2 separate regions of the Mus musculus genome follow, and region 2 is linked to region 1. The links are chromatin contacts, called in public HiChIP or PLAC-seq maps. All regions are on one chromosome and are shown on one strand. The core of a region is the stretch at or near the end of the contact, and the rest is flanking DNA. Distances in the headings are between cores, read along the strand shown. Region 1 overlaps Gm10754 (predicted gene 10754). Region 2 overlaps Poc1b (POC1 centriolar protein B).

Region 1 (6,221 bases), core at 2,068-4,567:
CTTTTCAGAGCTGATGGAATCCTGCAGAAAAAAGAACCAGAGGACAAGGAGGATATCAAGGAGACAAGGCTTTGTAAGCACAGCAGAACCAGCGCATGCATGCTCACAGAGACTTTGGCGGCATAGAGGTAGCACAGAGCCAGGCCAGATGGGGTCCCAGCGTTGAGAGGGGAAGTAGACACCCCATCACTAATTCAGAAGCTATCTCTAGTTGATAACCATTCACAAATGAAAAATTGTTTTTTCCAAGGGATTTTCTTGAATTATACAAACCACTCTTAAGGCTGGCCCTTTGTCCAATAAATGCCCAGCACAACATGTGCTGAATAACATTTTGGAGGTGCTTTATCTTATAATGATTTTTTCCGGGACGTTTGTTGGTTTGTTGTGTGTTTGTTTGTTTGTTTGTTTGTTTTAATCTTACAGACTCTTTACTTGGATGTTGGGTTTTGTGCTTACATGGGATTTCTGTCTGTGTGAATGTGTGTTCTTGTGCTTTATTTTGGCTCTTTGTCTTCTGTGTTTGTTTGTTTTTTGTTTTGTTTTGTTTCGCTTTGCTTTTGTTTTATTTCAGTGTGATTGTTTCTATTTTACCTTACTTTGATGCCTATTTGTATTCTAATGAGAGACAAAATTAATACATATATTTTAAAGTGCAGATAATTAATGTGTGCTGCCTTTATCATTCAGGTTTTCATGAAAGAGAGGAAAATGACATGTCACTTGCTGAATTATGAAATCAACAAAAAAACCCTCCATAAATACAGATTAAAAAGTAATGCATATCATCTTGGAAATATAGCTTGGAACAAGTGCTTCTTAAATGTCCTCACTAATGTTTGTTTTCCTTGATGAGCTATTTGAGCAAAATCTCTACTCTGATATGTAAAAGGTACAGCTTTCAAGGCAGTATTTTTACTTAAAAATTTCAGCTATTTTTGCCAATTTATCTGCTATGCTCACCAGACTCTTATGTTTTTGTGCAAATGAAATTGAAGAGACAAGTCCAAAGATTTGAATTAGAATTATCCAGGGACTGAAGTCTAGACAAAATGTTTATGAGACTTAAGCAAAATCATCCCTCCCATAAAACAAGCTTAGAATCTTGATTGAGGCAAGCCTGTGACAGGGGAGATATTTCTACTTTTTACACATTCTATTGCTTTCCCATTTCTTTCCAAATTCAAGAAGGTGTTTGATTTGTTGAAAACCTAGTGGCAAAGATATTTGTGTGAAATGGTTTACAATATCTTTGTCACTGGAAGGACTGATAGGAGCCCTTTGGGTTACTGAAGAAATGAGTCTGCATGAAATACTGCTCAACCTCAGACCTGATTCAGTATTCATCAGTCACACTCTGGGCAGACGCTCCAGTGTAGTCCATCAACACAGAACGTACTTCTTAGTTTGGTTGATTTTTTGCTCTCTTGTTTTGATTGTTGAGCTTTAGTAGAGGTTGTTTTGTTTTCTCTTTAATGAGAAAAAATATGCATTTGGGTGGTTGGAGGATATTGGGAGGTTCTTGGAAAATTATGATAAAATTACATTTTAGAAGTATAACATTTCAAAACCCCAATTTAAAATGAAATAAAAAATTACTATATAAAACCTCAAGAGGAGTAAAAAGTCTACCACCATTGAGGAAATATAAAAACAATACTATTAAGTTTTCATTGAATCGGTGTTTTTCTTTCACTCATATTTCATTCTGAAGATATATTATTTATTGGGATTAATGGCATAAAATAGTGTTATTGTATACGTAAATACATATACATATATAAATTAACAGAGTGATTTTTTAAATAAATATTCAGATAATAAATCAGTTTCAGAAATATTAAGCACATTTAACTCTTTCTGAGCTGCTGTAATTTACTTTGTGCCACATGAAATCACTAAAAAAGTACATTTATTTTAGGAATTATATACTCTGCTTCATAAAATTGGTCACAAAACAATAGTGAAAAATAACAATATAATAAAGTAAGAAATCATAAATAGCACAAGGCAGGCAAAATTACAAAATCCTTGACCTATGCGTTATTTCCTGTGCTTCCAAGGGTATCATTGAGAGATTAGTGTGGGACTTATCTACAGATCAAAATTCCGTGTCTCTGACAAATTACTACTTGCTTTGATCATTCTTGGCCAGTACTCTAGCATCCCTGACTCAGTGTCTCAAAAGAAAGGAGGATAACTACCTCTCTTTACATCCCATGACACTGATCTTCTGAATTCTAAATCTTTAATCACTGATTGACTTTAAATTCATATGTCGTTTGTCAATGCCCTCTCCTTATATATGGTTTTTATGGAAAATTGAGCTGTCCTACAAGGAAATTGATTTGTTTCAGTGAAATGAATGTTCCCCTATCCCTCCCACAGCAAGTCACTAAAAAGAACTGAAGTCCCTCTCTGTTGGAAGCTGGTGGCTTGAAACAATAGCTTCTGCTTTTTGCTAACAACTTGTTCATCTGAAGCATGTTGCTATTGGGTCATGTTGCCATACCTCCTACCTGATTGACCCAACAGACTCTCTATAAAGCCTTCTATTCTGTTTAGCTTAGTCTTATTTACTCAAGTTCCAAGAATAATTGTATTTGTTCTCATTGAAACATCTCATCTGCCAGCCCAATGTATTCTCATTATTCATTACCCTCCACCTTCTTAACTTCCTTCATTGTCTGCCATAGATATTTATAACCCAGGGCAACATGAAAGCAATGATGGTGATTGCTAATTGGGTGTTTCTTGATTACCAGGGAAACTGAAGCATTTCCAATGCTTTACTGTCAAGTTACAGGCTTGCAAACTAGGACTACAACTTCTCTCATTTCAAAAAGGAATACAAGTCATATCCTTGCATTTATTTTTCTTACTTTGTGAGTGATTCTCTATTTCTCCTTGCCTTTGTTCTAAACTTGTATAATCCTGATTTGCTGCAAACCTACTTGTGCCTTTTTGTTTGCCCTGTACAAGTGAACATTGCTAGGATAATGAACACAGTGTTTAGGATAATTATACTTTAAATCCATATACTCAAGTGGCTACTCATACCTTTAAAATGCTCTATTACTCAATTATAATTTTCTGTGTGGCTTACCTATTTTCCATTGTTTAATACAATGAACAATTTTATGTGTGTGTGTGTGTGTGTATGTGTTTGTGTGTGTTCAAATGTTCTTTGTTCTTGCCCTAAAGAAATTTTCATGGTGATCATATTTATGGTAATTACTCTGATTCAGTACTATACTGACTCTGAGTCATATTTACATTATGACTCACAAATGTGTGTCAATCAAATCGGTTATGCGTCAGAACAAACAGAAGGTGGGAAGTCATGTGGTGATATTGGCTTGCATTTCTTACAGTAGAAAGTATACAAGGAGAGTTGCTATTGGATCTATACCAAAAGAGCCTCTCCTAAGCATCAGCAACTTAGAGAAAGTTGTTGAATAAACCAGTGAGAAGAATTGGAGCATAAAAAAGGAGAGAAGGAGGTAGCCCTCACAGACTATTGTTCTCATGTATGTTCTTTAATACATAAGGAGGGAAAATTCACACCTCAGCATGTGAGCAAAGGAAATGATGATAATGAGGAGATACTCACTCAACTGTTTTAAATGGCAAAGGCTTTATACAAGCATTAGGAAAGTCTCCCATGAGCTGGAGTCGGAGGCTACAGGGCATGGGGCAGGGGTATTCAGTCTGAGTTGCATAAAAACAGCAAAACTGAGCCATATCATCTCATCTGTCATTGGGGGAATGACTGTGTAACTTGAAACTATTCAGGAAACAGAGTCCAAATACTGTTCTGATGATCTATGGGAAATATTTGGCTATTATTGGATTGGGATTTAAGACATCATGGAAAGGGCAAGCACTACTAGGGATTTAGGCATTGACAAGTGGTGCTGATGCGGTATTCACCAGGTCAGGTAGAACTGTGTTCACAGAAAGCCTACAGAAAGCCTACAAGTAAGATTAATTCATCAGGGATCTCTAGACTGGTATGGGATTTTGATGTGTTTGGTGATTTTCATGGTGATAAAGGATCTTTATGAGGGAGAGGAGAAGCTGAAAGATATGAATAGCATTGATTAACATGTAAATTTTGTCTACAGATGAAATCAAGAGAGGATGAAAATGAAAACAAAAACAACAACAAAAATCTAGTTTATCCCTGTCACTTGAAAACAAATGTGCAAGGATTCATGTAGAGCTGGAGATCCTAGGGTGAAAAACAAATATCAGAAGTCTAGATTCTATGCTACTGAACTTCACGAAGGCTTTACAGACTAAGCAATCATTTACAGAAGACCTAAATAATAAGATATCAAAGTTACAAAACAGATTAATATGACCCTAGGGGTGATTTATTATCCTGCCCTAAACATATTGCATGTGTTTCTCCCCTGTAAGTAAATATATATAGGCTGTTTACTTAACCCAGGGACCTTTCAGCAGCTAGATGTGACCAATGGACAGGTTGAAGCTTCAGTCCTGACCCCAAAGCTATTCAGTGGCAAGTATGGTTAGCAAAGTAGTGCCACACTCCATCCTACACCTGAAACAGCCAGATTATGACAGGCAAGAATCCCAGAGACCATTTAAGATGGAGATATGTGCAGTGGTCTCTTACCAGCAACAACATTCCATAATGAGAATTGTTGATGGTTCCTGAAAGGTTAGAGTACATTATATTAGGCCAAATAAGTTAGTGCCTGTCATTCATGTCCCTATATGCAAGATTGCTCTTTGTTGGAGCAATTGATAAAAGTAAAGGGATCATGTCATATTTATTAGACCTTTTAAAATATCTGCTTTTCCTTACAAGACGAAATGGCACTATTAGTATGGATAATACTTGGCTTTCAGAGATTCTGCCCACCACCTTAAAAGGTTTCATTATGTAATGCTAACCATTGAATGTCTTGTACATTTTGAAAGCACAGAGGGCAGACGGTGTATTTGTTGTATAAGTTAGATTTATTAGACTGAAAGAATGGATTTACCAGGAAAGTGAGAGCAAGCAGGTCAAGAGAAGAGCAATGTGTATGTGTGTTTGTGTGTGTGTGTGTGTGTGTGTGTGTGTGTGTGTGTGTGTGTGTATACAGCAGAAGGCTTGGTCCATATTATATCTAGATTAATGATCTGGATTAAAGGTGTGTCTTCCTATATCAAAGATCTGTATGAAGAACTATGTTTTTATACTTTGAGGAGAAATACCTCATAGCTGTTCTCTTGACTTTTGGATTTTAGTTAATTTTAGATATAATCACTTTGATGACCAAGAGTAGCCATCATAGGTCCCATACAATTGTTTGGAAATAATTCCAATACCAGTGTTGGAGTATTTAATCATAAGTTATTGTCTTTGGTTGCCAACACCTATTGTGACTATTGTTTGGTTTATGCCAGAACCAGATGATAAGACAGGATTGCCGAGGCCCGCCCACTTTGACTATGGGGCTTGGAATGAGCGGAGGACTCACTGCTCCTGGCTAAAGTTGTCATTCAGGTCACTGATAGAAAATTGTCAGCTGAAGTCCTGATAATTATGGACACTGCCTGGTAGAGTAACAATATTGTCAGGAATGTGTACACACTGGTACAATAATAATATTAATGACACAGGTGCAACCAACTGTTTTCTATCTTGTTCCTTTCAAATTAGACAATGGTCAACTGACTATCAGTTCAAATGGCTACTTATGGGCAGGTCATATGTCCTAATGGGGGACCAGCTGCTGCTTCTATTTCGTTGTTGTTGTTGGTTTGGGGTTTCATCATAGTTAAATGGAGACAGTGCACCTGTAAAAATTGCTTTCTAAAATATTTTTATTTGTAACCACAGATTAGTGCTACCATTACTCTGGGTCTGTCCTGGAAGGAATGATCTTCTTTTAAATTTGTGAAGTATTACAGAGACATAACTAATCAGGACCCTACAAAGAAATGAGTGATACTGTGGTATATTAACTGTATGCACAAGAAGAAAAAGAATCGGACATCTCTTTGACCCTTCCACATGAACCATGACAGAAGAGGGTAAGAAAAGAATGTAAAAACTGGAGGAAGAAATGGCATGCTGTGTAGCTATTTTGTCAGAACTGAAACATTCTCTACTGAAAGGAGGTGGGGCCCTTAAGACTTATAAAGTAAGTAAGCTCTGCTAGGGTCAAGCTCGTAGATTCCAGGGTGTTTCCACTGCATTA
Region 2 (6,221 bases), core at 2,659-5,158, 1.3 Mb after region 1:
AATAGTGACACTCTCTGGGCCGAGCATATACAAACCATCACAATGTCCTAATAAGGACTTTTCAAACAATGGATGGCATTTTGATAATGTATTTGTGTGTGTGTGTGTGTGTGTGTGTGTGTGTGTGTGTGTGTGTGTAAGTGTAAGTTTTTCTTAGATTAGATTAGTATATTTACTAGCTAACATTTGCCTTAGCATCCTTCCTTGGACATTTTACCTTAAAATAGAGCAGTCAAATGGTGAATGCTGTAAGCTCTGACATCTTAAGTGATGTGGCACTGTTTACATGGGGTGTGGTTCCATAGAAGTGCATGAAGGCTAATTCTAGGGTTACAGTGATATTCATATTTGCAAACTTTTTATAATGGTGCTGGAGTTTACTTGAACAGTTCTTAATTAAGAAAGAAGCTTAAGGGCTCGGCAAGATTGCACACATCTGTAATCCCAACACTTTAGAACAACTGGGAAGCAGGAGGGTCGGGAACGGAAGGCCATCATTGGCTCATGGCAAACTTGTGGCCAGCTTGGGCTACCTGAGACCCTGCAGGGTGAGGGCTAGGGATAGAACAAAGGAAGGAGGGAATTTAGGAGAGAGATTCGATGTTGGTATAAGTATTAGTATGAATAGTCTTACTCTTTGTTGTTCTTTGTTTGTTTGCTTTGTCAAGACAAGGTTTCTCTGTATAACAGTCCTGGCTATCCTGCAACTTGTAGACCAGGCTGGCCTCGAACTCCCAGAGATCTGCTTGCGTCTGCCTCTGTAGTGCTGGGGTAAAAGGTGTGCGCTACCATGCTTTGCTTTCTTTTCTGTTTTAAATGATTTATTATTTATCTTTATTGTATTTGCACTGGTGTTTTGCCTGCATTGTGTAAGTGTGGAATCCCCTGGAGCTGGGTTTATAGACAGCTGGGAGCTCTCTGTGGGTGCTGGGAATTGAACCCAGGTCCTCTAGAGGAGCATCCTGTGCTCTTGATGACTGAATCATCTCTCCAGCCCTATTTTTAAAAAAAAGTTAGTAGCTTTTATGTTTTGTTTTCCTAAAATGTGAGAGAAAACATGAAGTATACCAAGCTCCACTTGTGACTTGTGACTGAAGCATCTTTGTTGCTGGCATATCATACATGGTAGACCTCACTTAAATCTGACTGTCTAGTCTAATCTTCTAGCCGTCTGACTGAAGTTAAAACATCTTCCTGGTCTCCAGGCAGGTACATACTCTCTACCTGACACTTGCACTTATAGCTCATTAGCTTCTCCAGTCTACTGTATCTGAACAAACTTTTCGTTCCCACCCCATCCTGTCTCTCGACCAGTGGTTCTCAACCTGTGAGGTACAACCTGGTTGGCAAAATCTCCCCCAAAATATTACATTATGATTCATAACAGTAGCAAAATGACAGTTATGATATAGCAACAAAAATGACTTTATGATTGGGTCAGCACAACATGTGGAACCAAATTAAAGGGTCGCAGTGTTAGGAAGGGTGAGAACCACTGCCCTAGGCCCCTTTTATCCTGGTCTTTCTCATCTCATTAAGTAGCCTTTGGGTTTTCCTGGGCTCATGGTCCCAGGATCCTTCTTCTTTTCATCAAATCCGCTAACAGACCCCATAGTTTCTACCCCTCCAATTTCCACAGCCTCAGACCTTTTAAGATCACCGTCCCATCCAGACTGCATAATGGTGATAGCGGAGTCGGTTTCTTTCTTATGCTCCCTCCCTGTTTTCTGTGAGATATGCCTGTTGAAGTAACCCTAGAGGCAAAAGCTTCACCACCAGGAACTCATTGTCAGCTTTGAGTTACTTGAGATTAGTAATTCAAGGAGGAAAAGTGTTTGGCCTTCCAGCTGTGGAGGTTTCTGTTGGTGCCCGAGTCACCTCTGTCACTTTGGGGCCTGTACTATTGTGATATGTCACAGCAGCAAAAGAAGTTGCTCCCCTCTTGGTGACTGGGAAACAGGCAGGAAGATCTGGTGTCCTAATACCCCTTCAAAGTCTTCCCCCTTAACCTAACCCCTGCTACCGGGACCCACCTCTTAAAGATCCACTACCACCTAATAATACCACTGACCAAACCTTGACTATATGGACTTAGCTGAAGTTTCTTACAGAATTCTTCAAGTCACTCTGTTTATGTTGGATAAACTTAATGCCTACGTTGCTGTTTCCCTGTCATCTATATAATCTGTTTTCCTAAGTTCATAACTTACTTCCTAATTTGCTTCTTAGGCATTATATAAGTGAGACTTAGTTATGCAAGGACTACTGCATAACCGTATCTACTTTGTGTGATGGGTAATGAGTTTCTAGTTTGGAATACTTTGAACAGTACTGCTACAAACACTGACATGTTATTTGTGAAATGTACATAGTTCTGTTTGATGTACAACTTGGAGTGTAGCTGCTGAGTTAAAGGATAGGTGTATATTCCACTTCTGATACCAGCCGGCATGATGGGAGAGTTCTGCTCGGTGCATGTCCTCAGGGACTGACCTACTCAGTGTCTCATTCAATGTGAACGTTTGGATAAGGGTGTGTGTGTGTATGTGTGTGTGTGTGTAGTATGTGTGTATGTGTAGTGTGTGTGTGTGTGTGTGTGTGTGTGTGTGAGAGAGAGAGAGAGAGAGAGAGAGAGACTTACTTTGTAGCTCAGTCTGACGTGTAATGTACTCTTTGTAGCCCAGGCTAGACTCTAAGTCATGTATGCTCTTTTTGCTTCCAACTCTTGAGTGCTGGGATTGCAGACATGATCAATCATGCTCAGCAAAGTAGTGGGAGGTTTTGTTTTATTTTGGGGTTCTCTCTCTTTTTTTCCTTCCTTTCTTTGTTCCTTCCTTTCTTTCCTTCTTTCTACAGCAAGGGTTGAAGCCTGTTGAAATATACAGCCTTGAGAGGCCTGAAACTATGTAGGCCAGGCTGTCCTCGAACTCATGAAGATGGCCTGCTTCTTCCTCCAAGCACTGGGATTTAAAGGCCTGTGCTGCCACACACTGCTTACAGTGATAGATTTTTTTTTTCAAGGAACAAACTTTTTTTTCATTTAACTGCAGCACAAAATGTCATTCTCTTTATGCTGAATAGTTTATATATGCTGTTTATGCAAACTTAGCCACCCTCAGTCAGAAAACTACTCTAGGTTCTCTCAAAGCTTACCATGACATTTTATCTGTAATGCATACAGAATGGATTCATGTGAAAAGGGAAATCTCTTCTCCCATGACAGTGACAATTTTCCTCTCCCAGATCATGAAATACCCTCTTTTCCAAACCCAAGTGCAGTTTCATACTACACTTGGACCAAGGTATGTGTGTTTGTCTTGCCATGCCCTCTTGGCCCTGCGAGGCCTCGTTGTTGGGCCTGTTCTGGGATGTGTGTATAACAGAACTTGTTTTGTAGGCATGAATTAAATCCACCTTTGTCAAGGAATTTATTTCCGCTCTTGATCACATTCATATTTCCTCCACTTAACGATTTTTAAGCTAACCTCTGACTCAGTTCTTTTGATTAATCATCAAGTGTCATAAAGTTACAGAGCAGAAACAGATTTTTAAGGTCATCTCACCGAGCTTTAAAGCGTTTCTGGTTCAGTTGACAAAGGTAGGGTGTCTCGGTGGGTGATAGTGTCCTAAGCTTACCCATCCTGTGACTGTGGGAGAGAAGCCACACTCTTAGCTCAAGCACACAGAAACTTTTAGGAATGAGGATGCTGTGATCTATACAACACGTCTTCAAATGGTTCAAGAAAAAAAATGTCTCTGCATACACACGTGTTCATGTACAAAGAGAACCAAAGACAGACAGATAAAATATTAACAGGTGGGATTGGGCTAAGGGTGTAGTAGTGCTATTTAAGATATGACTTCTGTGTGAGCTCATATCCACATAGTTTTTTTAAGTACCTCATTTGTCCCTCTGTAACACTGAGGGAGGGTGACTAATGCACTTTGCTCCAGTGTGCTCCTACTTGTAGGGCACAGTCCCTGAGCTTGCCTAAGTCACTGCGGCTAGTACCCTGCTGGGTAGCAGGGCACTACCAACTTAGAAGACCCATAATAAAATTTAAATATTTTTAAATAATAAAATATTTCTGTCATTACCTGGCCAGCCCACAACCCCCAAGTTCTCTGTCTTCTTGTTATTGATAAGGCGTGCGTGTATCTCAACACCGGCCTGTTCTCCTCTTTCCTGACAGCTACTGCTTCGTGGGACACCTTTCTCATGCTATGGAGTTTGAAGCCACACGCTAGAGCTTACAGATACGTGGGCCACAAGGATGTTGTAACCAGCCTGCAGTTCTCGCCACAAGGAAACCTATTAGCCTCTGCCTCGAGGGACAGAACTGTTAGACTGTGGGTTCTTGATAGGTAAGAGGTGCAAACACTGATGGGGTCTGGGTTGGAGCTGTGGAAGGTGCTGAGGCCTGCCTGCTCTTAATGCACCTTTTGGGGCGATGTTTCAACTCCCTAGGGACCTGTACTCATTAGGGTCACAGATATACTGCCCAGGTTCTATTTTATTTATTTGTTTATTTATTTATGTATTTAGGTTTGTTTGTTTGTTTGTTTGTTCCCATAGCTGAGGATAGAACCCAGGGCCTTCTGCTTGCTAGGCAAGTGCTTTACCACTGAACTAAATCCCCAACCCCACTGCCTTGGTTTTAAAGACAAACTATTTCACACAAGTTTCTCAAAATTCAACTCAAAATTATGCCCTCTTTTTGAACAATCATTTGTAACCTGGAGATATGCACAATATGTCAGAAGCTTTGGGAGATGGTTAGAAATATCTATGTAAATCCGAAAGAAACACAGTGGAGTATATCAGAAGTTCATTATTAGCCCCACAGTCCCTGCCCAGCCAGGGTTTTTAAGGGCCCCAGAGACCCTGCTGACACCCCTGTGCCTGACACCCCTATGCCTGACAACCCTGTGCCTGACACCCCTGTGCCTGGAGCATCCTTTGATTGTTATCATTCATTTAGGAGCTCTAGAATCTTCTTGTTTAAAACATTTCCGACAAATACATAAATCATTGTTGAGTATGGTGACATATACCTGTAATCTCAACACTGAGAAGAAAGACACAGTTCTGAGTTCAAGACCAGCCTGGTCTATAGAGTAAGTTCCAGGACAGCCAGGGCTACACAGAGAAACCCTGTCTTGAAAAGACATTCATATATATTAATATATATATATATATATATACACATACATATATATATATACTATATTAATGCATTTGCTGAAGTTATATTATTTGATAATAGATCTTCTGTTCAGACATGAGCTGATAGCCTGTCTATTATAAAAGTTTTGTAGTTAGGATATCTTTTAAGTTTTAAATTCTAAGTATATAAAATTTCACAGATCCATAAAAAATGAATGGTCCCACTTTCTCACTGTACCCACCAACAACTTTAATAGCTGCCCTTGTTGAGCCATCCTTGTATCATATAGACCTCCAACTTCTTTAGATATTTTTAGACTTATATTTTCTAATAATCCCATATGTACTGCCACTTTCCTCTGTCCTGTACCAGAGGATTGGAGTGTCAGCATTTCTCTTGATTCTGTTGTGGCAGGTTTTGATTTGCAGTGTGTAACTAAATGGGCCAGGCACCTACAGAGGAAGAAAGCTCACGAGTGATTGCCTGCTGCTAGCAACTTGATTCTGCCACCACCCAAGGGGAATTCTGCCAATCTGAGTGGTATACTAACAGAAGTAGAAACTCTTGCCAAGACTTGACACAGAAATGTGCATGGACTGTCAGGAAATTCAGAGGAGGAAGGGAATGGGCTTAGGGTTCAGGCAGAAACGTGCTGCAAAATCCTTAGCCTCGGAAAGCTAGGACAGTTCATGGTTTAAGGAGTTGCAGCCTTTTGTGTGTTACTGATTTGGGACATCTCAGGAAGCAAAGCTTAGCCGGGTAGGTGGGCTAAAATCTCCAATCATTAACTTGGTGTATATATCTACAAAGTGACTGTATTTCTGTACCTTGGTTTCTCTTTCTAAATGTCATAGTCAGGCCAGAGCAATTGGGAATTATATATCAGTGATTAGTTGCCTATTTCTGTTTAAAATCCCCCGTAGTTAGCACCTTAATCCAAAAACTATCACCTCTCTTTATTCTATGGGTATTTGGGGTATTTTGGTGTTGGCTGAGGTTACCCACACAGCCACTCAGATTGAAAGTGTATGCCTCAGTCACAAGTCCGGGACC

What was found. HiChIP or PLAC-seq counts read pairs in DNA pulled down with a chosen protein or histone mark.
Region 2: a FOXA1 HiChIP or PLAC-seq map of pancreatic cancer cells shows a contact between it and region 1. The contact joins two enhancer-like sites. A contact is called at or near these places in 6 of 39 promoter capture datasets (the 3T3-L1 cell line, 3T3-L1-derived adipocytes, cranial neural crest and 3 more) and 1 of 115 datasets of contacts at active chromatin or transcription factors (pancreatic cancer cells).

Annotation. Positions count from the first base shown.
Region 1 is chr10:97,790,699-97,796,919 of GRCm38.p6, forward strand. The region is part of intron 3 of Gm10754 (predicted gene 10754); the gene reads right to left. Among named protein-coding and RNA genes, the nearest start is that of Gm25658, 49 kb to the left of the region's middle. Within about 2 kb of position 3,318, at least 15 of the 459 cell types and tissues checked have an H3K27ac peak or open chromatin away from gene starts, as enhancers often do. A contact at or near this core is called in pancreatic cancer cells, where this site is marked.
Region 2 is chr10:99,120,638-99,126,858 of GRCm38.p6, forward strand. It overlaps Poc1b (POC1 centriolar protein B), which reads left to right. Exons shown (of 12, transcript NM_027740.7): 3 at 4,194-4,365. Among named protein-coding and RNA genes, the nearest start is that of Galnt4, 16 kb to the left of the region's middle. Within about 2 kb of position 3,909, at least 11 of the 459 cell types and tissues checked have an H3K27ac peak or open chromatin away from gene starts, as enhancers often do. A contact at or near this core is called in pancreatic cancer cells, where this site is marked.